Linked DNA regions of Oryzias latipes: region 1 is linked to region 2. Evidence: chromatin contacts called from public Hi-C data. All regions are on one chromosome and are shown on one strand. Each heading gives the region's core, a stretch centred on a gene start, on an enhancer-like site or on the middle of the called end of the contact. The rest is flanking DNA. Distances are from core to core; before and after follow the strand shown.

Evidence for each region. Hi-C and Micro-C count contacts between places; a contact is called where the count stands out from the background.
Region 1: a contact with region 2 is called in a Hi-C map of embryo, with 1.8 times the contacts expected there. The contact joins the promoter of adgra2 here to the promoter of LOC101173792 in region 2. A contact is called at or near these places in 2 of 5 Hi-C or Micro-C datasets (embryo and fibroblasts).

The regions. Positions count from the first base shown.
Region 1 is chr9:17,277,665-17,284,117 of ASM223467v1, forward strand. adgra2 (adhesion G protein-coupled receptor A2) reads right to left here and starts at 4,502. Exons shown (of 20, transcript XM_011479347.3): 1 at 4,282-4,502; 2 at 3,531-3,894. The coding sequence starts at 3,808.
Region 2 is chr9:17,140,435-17,146,104 of ASM223467v1, forward strand. It overlaps LOC101173792 (AP2-associated protein kinase 1), which reads right to left and starts at 1,400. Exons shown (of 20, transcript XM_023958561.1): 1 at 1,241-1,400; 2 at 459-648. The coding sequence starts at 621.

The sequences.
Region 1 (6,453 bases), core at 3,252-5,751, 140 kb after region 2:
GAACTTTGACCAATCAGGGACTCGGATTTGGTAGTGACATATGGATGGCGTCCCATTTAATTCACAAAAGAGGCAACCGTTTGAAATTTGTAATTGCAGTTTGGGTCCGGCCAGAATTGTATGAGACCAAGTTTTTAAAATATAGAAATATCAGAAAATGCCTGGAGCAAGATTCACGAAACCGCTTTGACATTTTGCATCAAACCTCTTCCAACTGCAGTTGGTGGACATGCGCTAGTAAACAGTAGCAAAAGAAATAGAAGAAGAAGTCAGCTCCCTGCTTATCCAGTGTGAACACCGTGGGCTAAATGTGCGGTCAGACACACAATAAACACATGTTCTTGAATGCGCGTCACATGCTAGGTGAGTCTGTAACTTGAAACATATTTAAATTGTAATCTTTCTATGTAGAACAATTAAAAATGTGTGTGTTTCTGATTTTTGTTTCTATTATGAACAGTGTGGAATTAAGGTTTTCTTGTTTAGTGAGCCACACTGATCAAAGGAGTAAAAGTGGAAACGCATGGATGTTTGTTTCTTTGTTAGAACAAGATAGAAACGGTCAAACATCCAGTTCTGGTGATCGCGGCTGGTACAGAAAACCACTCCAAAGACGCAAGAAGATGAACCCCTCAGTTATTTACAAAAGACAAATGTTTGGGGTTTTATATTAGTTTTGATATGCATTTAGCGATTGCTTAACTTAGCCTGGAACGAAACAAGAAATAAAATGGCTTTCATTGGAGTTTTGAATAGTTATTGCAAATCTCAGTAAGGTTACAGGAAGATCTTTGCCTCACAAACCGACAGGCCTGATAACCTGTTTCCTGGCTTTTAGCTACAACAGTTCTCTGTGGTCTCTTATCTACCCCAAAGTCATGACAAAAGACCGCCCTTGTTCAAGAACCGCCACTTCACCTTATGATGCACATCCAATCCTGAACTCTGAATATTTTCAACCTAAACATTTAGCCACATCAGCAGTAATGTAGGAATCTCCTGCAGCTGTCTTGAAGCAACAGGCATATGTGTTAAGGCAGGGCAAGCTGACCCCCCACCCTAAACATCTGTGCCCACTCATTTAGACCGTCACCCACTAAAGCCAAAGTCGTAAGTCTCTGACGATGATGACAACACAGGAAGAGGACAGTTTTCCCTTTGGTAAAAAACAACAACCACTAACTATGAAGCATAAGCAAGTTCACACATTAACTGCCACTGTAATTCTCTTCATTTGCCTGTTATCCATTAAAACATTCAGACAGACACAGCTGCTACCGCGCAGCTTCGCTTGTGCAACTACATCCCCATGTATTCAGGGAAATAGCCTGAACACGCAAGGCATGCATTCATCTGCCAGGTTTTATTTTCTTTTTAGATGTCAAACGAGTGTATTTCCATCTTTAAGGGACTAAAACAGCTGGACTCTTTGAGGGAAGTTGTGTTGCTACAGAAAAACCTTTCCTTGTCCTCCTCCCTCCTGCCCCAGTATTGAAGCTCTGTCAGACAGGGGCAGAGGAGTTTTCAGTCTCCGGGGGCACATCCCTCTGAACCGCCTGCCAAGCTTCTCCCCTCTCTTTTCCTTTCTGCTCATCCGTCATTCTTCGTTCTATTCTTGGTTTCTTCTCCCCTTCTTCTTCCCTGAACTTGCCTACTATCAACCCTTTTATTTATTCCTATATTTGCCCCCAAACATTTCTACTCCTTCTCCCACTCTTATCTGCCTATCTGCCCTTCCATTCCTCTTCCATAGGTCCATCTCCGTTGCAACCGTGCATAATTAGGCCTAAACACAAGCCTGTGCAGGCTCACATCTGGAAGGAGTTTAGACATGGCAGTTTCCTACCGAGACGGCTAAATATTTAGGTTGAGAGTTACTGCGTGTGGATGAACTCATGATAGGGGAGAGAAAAGGGGAGCTGGACATAAAAAAAGGGGAAAGTGGGGCAAAGATCTGGAACTTAAGGAAAAATGTACTAGTAAAGTAGTCAGGAGTTTAACAAGTGCTTATTCATAGCACAGCTAGTATAGCCAAAGGAAGAGGTGATAGTAATGGGAGGACAAGGTGCTGCTTTATGGCTGGCAGAAGCAACAAACAACCAACTAATAATTTTAATAAACAAATCTCCATTGGGATTTCCCATGAGGCTAAGAGGCCTCAGCTGGAATGTTCATAGGGGCCAGCTGTTGTGCATTACAAGGAGCAGCCGGCCCCAGAAGCTTCGGACCTGATGTCCTCCAGCCTTCGCCTGCTCAGCATGAAGAAGAACATTCCTCCAGAGGAAGAGGCGGCTAGGCCAGCCTCTCAGTCCAGGCATGGGGAAGGCTCCTGCCGCTGCACCTAGAACACTGTCTGCAGGCTCTGAGTGGCCTGAAGAATGTCAGGAATAACACAAATATCAACACAACTTCCCACATTCCACATCTGGAGCTAATGTCATGAGCAAGGCTGGGAACCGGCGCACGAAGAACTCGACGAAGCATCATGAAAATAAACTTTCCAAAGCCCAAAGTTATTGGTGTAGGTAAGGAAAGCGGCGATTGGAATTGTCTGCGCCTTGTAAAGGTTGTACAGAATGCCAAACATCTGCACAAAAACAACTCAACCAAAATTAGTATGTGCAGGAATAGAAGATTATCTTCAATCACCTAAACCACTGCCACCCAAGCCATTTTTCCCTCCATTTTTCAGCAAATGTGCTCCCCAGATGTTTATCCTGCTTTTATTAACAGGGACCTATAAATGGCCTGCTGGCTGGCTGGTTTCAGCTCTCCTGGGGTATAAATCCCTTCTCCTTTAGCTCATGTGCCAGTCGCAATAAGACACTTAAACATGGTTTTTCAGTGGGGTTTTTTCCACTGTGCCCGAGTCCAGCTCAAATTTCTCTCTGTCTTTCAGAAAAAACTAACATACTGTGAGAGAGATCAGCGTCAAACTGAACAAACACCTCCACATATGGACCAGCATCTGCCATGAATGTTGTTGTTTTCAGCCCATGACAAAGCCTTATGAAGTTTGCTTCATCCAAACATCACACATAGGTCCCTTAAAAGTATTAAAAAGTGTCAAACTCGCTAACATAAGGGCGTTGCTGTATTAAAATTGTGAGTCAGAATCAAAATTTTAAAAAACGCGTACATAATAATTCCAGCTCATTCAGGAACGTGGGAGTACAGACTTAGATTTGAGGTGACAGGGTTGTGTCAAGGAAGCAGGTCTTGGTGAGGATCCCGTATTACTAATACTTTGCAGAGTTCAGCTTTGCACTAGCTAGAGTAGTTCAAGATGTCAACTTCTGACCTAACAAGGTATATTACTGCAACAAGTCGTCAGAACAGTTAAAACTCAGAACATCTGGCTGAGGGCATCTGGTATTTCAGAGGGATCAAACTTTCTGCAGCTTACTGAGAGTGAATTTTTAATCCTGTATTTCACACACAGGATTAAAAATTCACTCTCAGTTATTTACCTTAACAAATTCTCCAAGTTTAATAGTAATGAAATGTTATTGAAAAACATGACAACTTACAGACTGACAGTGTTGCTGGGAAACAAACTAGCAGCCGGAAGTTCAAGCAGCTCCTCCTTGCTGCAGTTGACCTTTTTGCCCTCATTCTGGACGCTGTGCGGCTTGATTTTTTCATCCTTGCAGCTGCAGCCGCTGTTGCAGATTTGGCTGGGCTCGGAGGCAGACAGCAGGAGCAGCATCAGTACCAGACGCCCCGGCAACAGCAGGATGCCAACGCCGGGCGCAACCATTGTCCCTCGCCTGGGTCTCACCTCAGCTGCACCGCCGCCTCCAGTCATCCCATATCTCCACCCCGACACTCTCAGAGGGAGTAAGGAGAGCTGGTATCACGGGCTTATGGAGGACTATAAACGTTGGAAGTTGTCTGCTCAACAGAGAGCGCCAATCATGCCAGAAAAAAAGAAGAAAAAAAGTCAGCTCCGCGTAATTTCCAGAGGCTCCGTTATGTCACGGCGGCTGGAGCGCACGGCGCTCTTTGGAACAAAATGGAAAAACTTTAAGTATTGAATGCTCATTCAAAGTTCATAAAAACTACAACAGCCGTGCAGTTTCTGAAGGAAAAACAAGTCCTTAATAATTATAAGAATAGATTTATATTTCTTTGGAGTCTTTGGGGAGTGTCCATTGCTGCTAAAAGTCCATCTGGAGTAATAAGACTGAAGTTCCACTCATAATATTTACAGAACCGTTCGGATAAAGAGATAAATAATATTAATAACAAAGGAAAACGTGATTTTCTTTCTTTCTTTACCCTCAGTTGTTTCGCTGTTCCCACAAACTTTTCTTTTAGTCTTTTTCTCAGATCCGCCGGGTCCACCACAGAAGTAAAGCTTCAATTTCTATGTCAGCAAAAAAAGTGCTAGAAGTGACTGGATCTTCAGCGGCTCCTGTGTGGAGGAGTTCTCAAAAATCAAGCGGTTTTGCCCCGCTTGTCTCTGTCACGCTCAAACTCACTCACGACCCCAAGTGCGCCCAGAAAGGTCTGCGCCTGCGCTCTGCTCCCCGCGGTCCTAGCGCAGCCGGATCAAACTTTCACACGTGACCAGGAATAAATCCACCTGATGGATCACTTATTATTCTCTTTTTAATTTTTTTTTTTCTAAAATGTGATCTTAGCATAAAGTAACGGTGACTTGCTTTTTTTTATTGTAGTGACGAATGCAAACTATAAAAAAAAAGGTTTAAAAAAATACAAGCAAATGCTTCAAAAATATTGAAATCGTTTGGTAAAAACAAAATCCAAATGTTGGCATGGCCGTTTGTTCTGAAAGGTCCGACTGGAGGATTTCAATGAGCGTCTGGACAGGGAGAATTAACTTAACTTATGAATGAATGCTGAAACCCCCTTGTGTATTGTGTTGCTCAGCAGATCAAAGAACTTCATTCAATCAGCGGGAAAGAGAGGAAGCAAACACTTTTATGGATAGCCTAAGTTTAGTAAATTCTATATTGTTATTGCAGAAAGACTTTTGTTTGTACAGAGGAGTTTGATCGCTGAAGGAGCTGGCATATTGTGGGTGATAACTATGATAAGAGTTGTGATTTATTGGTGCTCCTTGAGGCTCAGTGTTACACTTCACTTTGACTGGACAGCAAGCCAGTTTTTAACGAGTCAAACAAAGTAAACATTAACAAATCAAAGTCAATCGAGTGTTTTTCTTTGCATACCATGTGTTTATACATGGATGAAATGTGGCCGCACAGATCTTCTAAATGTGCTTGCACAATCAAATGCTGCGACCTGCTCAGAGAGAGAAATAATATTCCAGCACTTAAATCTTTTCTTAGAAAAAAAAAATATTGTAAATTGCCCCCCCGATAAGTATGCTTCCTCTGGGTCACTGGTACACTTTCATCCTGCCTATATAGAAAGTTCCCCAAAATATAGTAAGAAACCACATAAATGTTGATATAATCTGTGTGAGCACAAGAGAAAGGAGACTTTGATTCCATATCTGGAGAATATTTCAGCACATGAGATGTTGAAGTATTGAAGCTTTTGAAATGGGAATTTGTGCAATTGGCTTTGACACGTATTCACTGACAAACCCAAAACTGCAGGCCCTTCAGTCATGCAAGCAGCCTGGCAATATAATAGCTCACTGTGCTGTGACCCTCACAGCAGCCCCCCGGTTTGTTATTCCTGTATTTGATACTGTACACCAGAGCGGTCTCGGAGACCCTGCATGACCATTGAAAGAAAGCACAAGCACGTCTATGGGCGCCTGCTCAGCAATGAAACAGAGGGCTGTTTATCCAAGCTGTTAAATAAGGCTTCAAGTACAACACCCCCTCCAACCCCACAAGGCCAAAATCTCTCTCATCTGGTGAGCACAGTTTCCATTTTAGATGTCACGTCCCAACTGCACATTACATCAAATTGTACATAATGGCATCCAGACAAACTTTTATGTCGTTCCAACAGTTTCTCTCCTCAGCCCCCTCACATCTTATAGCTTAGCAAGCAGTCTCTCCTTTCCCTGTCCCACATCTGGACCCCATTCCAGGTGAGGAACGGAAAGGGAGAAAAACATGAGGAAAGACGAAAGAGAGCACACACGTATCCAGGCAGAAAAGTACAGATTTCCTGCCTTTTACAATGATTTAGGTATATTAAACCAAAAATGAGATAACACGAGACGGTATGTTGTGGTTCCTCTTTGATAAAAGAAAGTTTACATTGACTTCCAAAGAAAAACTAAGGAAAAGGATTAAACCTGAATAAAAGTTTATGTAGAAAATTGAGAAAGCATTTCAGGTTAGGGCTGATATAAAAGCAAACATCAAGTTTGTCTGAGTTACAGTAAACTAAAGCAATCTTTAGGCTTGGAAGTCCTCGGGTTTTGCTGTGGAGCTCATGACACCTAGTGGTGAAATCAGTGACAACTATTGGCTCCTGTGAGTTCAAAAACCAGTGACAGAG
Region 2 (5,670 bases), core at 150-2,649:
CCTTCTGCAAACACAGGAAGGCATGAATCATCATGGCTTCTGTCTCCCACAGTACAGTGGAAAATGAATTCACACACAGCGCGTCCCTCCTCCCAGCCCTCGGGTGAAGTCTTTGTAATAATCACTAAATGCTGTTTGGAAGTTTGTCCAACAGGTTTTAATCGATGTAAAACCTCGCCTTGTTCTGATATTTAACTCATAACAGAGAAAGAATAATATGAAAAAAACATTAGCATCGAATGAGGTTGGGAGACAAATAAAACCTTTTGCGGCAACAAGGTGCCGTAATCTAAAAACAAAAAACATGTCGCAAAGAATAATGTTACTTGGCTTGCAAAGTGTGAACAAAAGAATGGGGTTAAGCCATGAAAATAATGTCAGTTACAAGCGTGTGAAACTTGTTTTTTTAATTATTATTGTAGTAGAGCAATAATGGAGTGACAAATGTTAAAGTTCACCTTCGGCGATTATTTCCTCCACTGTTACTTGGTATCGTCCAATGCTGAACATTCTTCCTATGAAGCTGCCGCCGCCGCCGGAACAACAAGCGCTTCCACCACCGGCTCCCGAACCAGGCCCGGAACTCGCAAGCTCCCGACGAGAATCAAAAAATTTTTTCATTTCCGCAGATTGTATCCAGAGTACAGCCTAGTTTGCAGTTTTTTTTTTTTTTTTTGAGTAGGAAAAAACAAACAAACACCTAAAGATAGCAGCAGTGAACTCCTAATCCCCCAAATACATTTGCACGAGCTCCAGGAGAGCTTCACCTCACTCAATGAAAACAACGAGCTAGCCTAACAATGCTAGCCAAAATAGCGTTACCTTAAAATATTAGAAATACTGGTTGCCAACACTCATCTGACATGATCTAGGAAAAAAATGCGGAATCAAATAAAGATAAAAATGTCGTTTTAATTTATCTAACCGATTCTAACACTTACTAAAGTTTGCTAAGCTGCAAAGCTGTTAGCTCACCTAGCTAGTAAGCTAACACCTATATGACAGCTGTCAGTTGCCAGACTGGCAAACCAGGGAGGTCCTCTGTCTCCACTGTAGGTAGTCACACATCTCCACTTAAGTTAAAGTGTTCATAAATTCATTTGGCTCTTTATCAAAATAATCATTCTTCGCTTACTAAAATTGAAAAAGAAGCTGTAAAAAAATGCCCGGTCAACTTTCGCTTAATTTAATGACAGTCGGGGCTAGCTACAGAGGAGAGGCTAGTGAGAAGAGTCCAAACCCCTTCGTTCCAGCTCTTGTGTTCGGGTCTCTCGTCATGCTGGACTTCTGATCACGTGATTGGTCAAATCAGAAGTAACTTCCGGTAGCCCGCCCAGATCCCTTCACTTTTCCTGGAATTGGTGGTGCTGTCTCACATCTAGGAGACACCTTGTGGGTACTGGATTTTCTGTGGATCCAAATGTGAAAAAATACATGTTGTCCACTTAAAAAAATAAAGTGTTGTAAAAAAAAAAATAATGCAGTATTGGATGGCTCTTACTATTTGCTGCCACCTTCAACTCCTTTTCTGTCAGCCCTGAAGAAACTCACAAGCTTTATGTGGGAGGAACGTGCTCCTTTTTGTGGCAGCAGCAGCTAGATGTCAGTAGAGAATCAGCAACAAGCAACTGATTGTTATTTAGACTCTTTTTTTTAGGGTTTCCAGTCCATATTCTCCGCACATGTTCTCGTACATTATTCCAGCATCTTAAACCCTGCAGCTATGTACTGGATTGTTTCAGGGCCCTCTTTCCCCATGATTTGGTTCAAACTGAATATTTTGGGTCATTTTTGTTTTGATCGAGATATGCTTTGTCTATTACAAAAAAATAACAAAAAAACTAAAAATTCAGGAAAAAAAATCCTATTTTTTAAATGGCATTAAGCAAGTAACAATGAAGAAAACCTTTCTGCTAGCTCATACTAAGCCTGGTGTAATGTAATGAAACAATAAATAATAAATCTTTCTTACATTTAGCACAATTGTTTGATACATTCAATGCAAACATACTGGTATGCAGTAGGAATGCAATGATTCGCTTTCCTCCCAATTTAGGGCAATGGTGTAACATACAGTTCGGTTTAAACTGAGAATTGTAGCAGCCCTAATATGTGGCATCCCTAATATCTATATACATAATCGGGATACCACCATTCTAATACGTATATAGATAGAACTTTAATTGATCCTGCAACAGGGATATTGCTTGACATTGCTTAGCATAGGTACAATATACATACAGTAAATATTAACAATCACGTAAGATTTTCCTGTAGGGGTCACTGTGTTATCACAAAAAATGTAGTCAGGCCTCTGTCCTCTTATACCTGCCAACTGACAAATTTTCAAAAGCTCTCTAGAGTGTTGTGATGGGATTTTAAATATTTAAAATTATTTAAACATTTGTATTTCTTTATTATTAAAATGAATATTTGATTCTGTTTTGTGCAAAATTGGCTAAAACCTTCGTGGTCAATTCATCTCAGAACTGACAATAATTTATAGTCCCTAGATACCTACCAATTTCAATTAAAGTAAATTTGTATACATTTTGGTAAAGTTACCCAGAAGAAAAGACCTTTCTCATTTAAGTTATAGTTAGATCCTTTCTAATGTACAGTGTTTATGTCAGTTGGTGTTTGCTTACATAATGTAGGACATTCTTTTCACCACAGCTAATTCCCTGGAATCAATGTGGCCACATTTTAAACATGTGGTGATGATTTAGCATAAAAATGGACCCATTGAGTCATTTTTGCAGCATAGTTGTTTGTGCGCTGGTGACAAATGTCATTGAAATGAGACGTTGTTTCCGCTCTCATATTCTACAATGTCACACATGTTAACCAATTCGAATGCTAAAATGAAAACATGTTTTTCCCCGTTGTGGTGTGATCTCTTGAGAACCAAACAATTCTTATGGTTCAGTGTAGGTATGATCATCTGACATGGTATGCTGTTTTTGTATACGCATCATAACAGCAGGTGGTATTACCTCATCATAAAAGATAGACCTGCCACTGTAAAAAAGAGACATATAGTTTTGGCATCAAGCTTATTTATTTAATTAACTAAAAAAAGCGCTCTTCATGCCATGCAGCTCAGGGCGCTTTACAAATTAAAACAGACAACAAAAAGAAACTGTAAAATTAAAATCAACTCGTGCTACCACAAATGTTTTGAGGAAAAAATATTTTATCAATAATATTGATGAAAAATGTAAAAAAAGTAATTTGTTCAGGATTTTTGGAATATTTTGTTGCACCTTTAAAATTCCATTTTTAAACTACTTTGCAAAAATCATAGTAACCTTTGTCTTTTGCTTACAGCCTAAGCTTATTTTATAGTCTGTTTTCATCCAGACAGCCTTTTTGAGCTTTAAATGATCTTTTATTGTATTTTGATTGTCCTTATTCTAATATCACAAATAATTTTTTATATTGTTTATCGTCCAGCTGACGCAACCAGACTTCTCATCTGACTCTTAGCTGTACTTGAACCCTGGAAAGGCAACATGAGTAAAAACCAGCATCTCTGACATTAACAATAAAAAAGCTGAACAGTATCTTAACCTTGTATTTGATAAAAAAAGCCTATAAAAGCATTATGCAATACAGCATTTCCATCTTCCATGTGGTTGATCAAAGACAACTTTTATAGATACTTCATTTGATGAAAGCAGATCAAAGTAGTCGTGCTGAAAAATCTTGTATATATCAGATACTCATAAAACAGCCAGATTTGTTCTTGATATCTAGTAGTTTATTTTTAAAAAGCAAATCTAACAGCACATCTAGAAGAGGTGCTGTCAGACTCCCTCCTGTGTGCTGGCTTTTTTTGGCTTGCAGTGCTGTTTCAGAGGCTATGATTATTAAAATTTTGGAGTATTCAAGACAGAATGTACCCACATGTGAGAGCTGGAGTGCCCATTTTTACTCATGAAGCAGAAGCACTACACATTTGGATTTCCTCTCCCCGTGAGGGAAAGCCTGTCACCACAAACATAATAAGTAAACACCATGTACTTTTTGGGGCTTTGACAATAGACAGGCCCACACTCTAATTGTTGCATCTATTAGCCAGAGGTGTGAAGATTTCCATTAAGGTGGTCCAAACTTGGGAGTTTCAATGCGTTTTTAAAGTTTCAGTCATGCGGATATATTTTTTTTAAAAGAATTCTGTTTCTCTATAATAATAATAATAAGCTTTATTACAGACTCAAGGTCCATTTGCCACAAAAATACACAAAACATATAAAAGACTTAATGATAAAAATAGAACATTCAAACAAGTATAAGAAAATGACATAAAAGGTATTAGATAAAAAACAATGTCATAGAAGTATAAAAATCAATTACATAGGAATACAAAAACAACGAGATAAGAGTATAAGAACAATAAAAAACCAGGTATCATGAACTTAATAAAAAGACTAAAACTGCTGACTTAAACAAATAAATGAAAACTTAAAAGTTTAAAAAGATGATCGTACCAAAACCTCCGAATAGGGGATTGGTATCTAAAAGTGCTGTGCTTTACATTGGTGAGAGTTAAAATGATATCATTATTTGAAGCATTAAGACGACAAATAAAACCATAAATAAAATGTCTTAATAACGCTTGGAGAGTATTAACTCTAGCACCAACAAACAAACTGCTTGGGCTGCACCACCGAGGCTGTTTTAATAAAATCCTTAGGGCATCATTATAGGCAACCTGTAGCTTCCTCATGCTGGATGCCCTATAAATTGTCCACAGGTGGGCAGTATACAAAGGTGTGTAGTAAGTTTTGAATACAATAACTTTAAGATTGTCCGAGCTTGAATAAAACCTGCGTGCGAGTGTTTGCCTGAGTATATAAATGCAATATGTGGTGAAGTTAACCTTGCAGTTTCAAAGAATACAATTTGATCAAAGCCCTTTCTTTTTAGGTTTACCTCTGCTTTGCAAAGTAACACACTTGTTTCACATCTTTGCTGATGTATTTCAGCAACATGAAATCCTTATTTTCCTTTGAAATATTTTAGTAGATCAAACATATCTGTGCTTTGTGACTTGTTTTTGAGATTACAGTTAGGCACTTTTCAATGTAACAGACAACTGCTCAGTCAACATATTTCAGACCACACTGCCACATGAATCATTAATGACTTTGTGAAGACCTTCAGTTGCTAAAAAAAAAAAAAAAAGATTTACTTTCCTGCCATAAATTAGCACTTGAATGTCTAACAGTTCAAATCCCAGTTGGGATCTCTTTGTGTGAAGTTTGCATGATCTCCTTGTACATGCATGAGTTTTCCCTGGGTACTCCTGCTTCCAAACACTGTCCAAAAATGTGCTTCATAGGTGAATACAAATTGTCACTTAGCTGTGAGTGTGTGTGGAAATCTGCTTTGTGTGGCCTTACGATGGATTGGCGATCTGCACTAGATGTATCCTGAATGGGATAAGTGGGTGTAGAAAATGGATGGATGGATATCCTAGTCTCATGGTGCAGAGGGTGGAATAAAACAGTGAAATACAGTGACTGTTACATGTTTATCTATTTTCATCGTTTGATTGATGATTCAAGATATGCACAGACCGTGCTTTTGGGCAAACAAAACTTACCCCAAAGAGTGACACAGTGTTTGACTTTTCCTGTAACAGGATGCATTTGTCACCTGCGT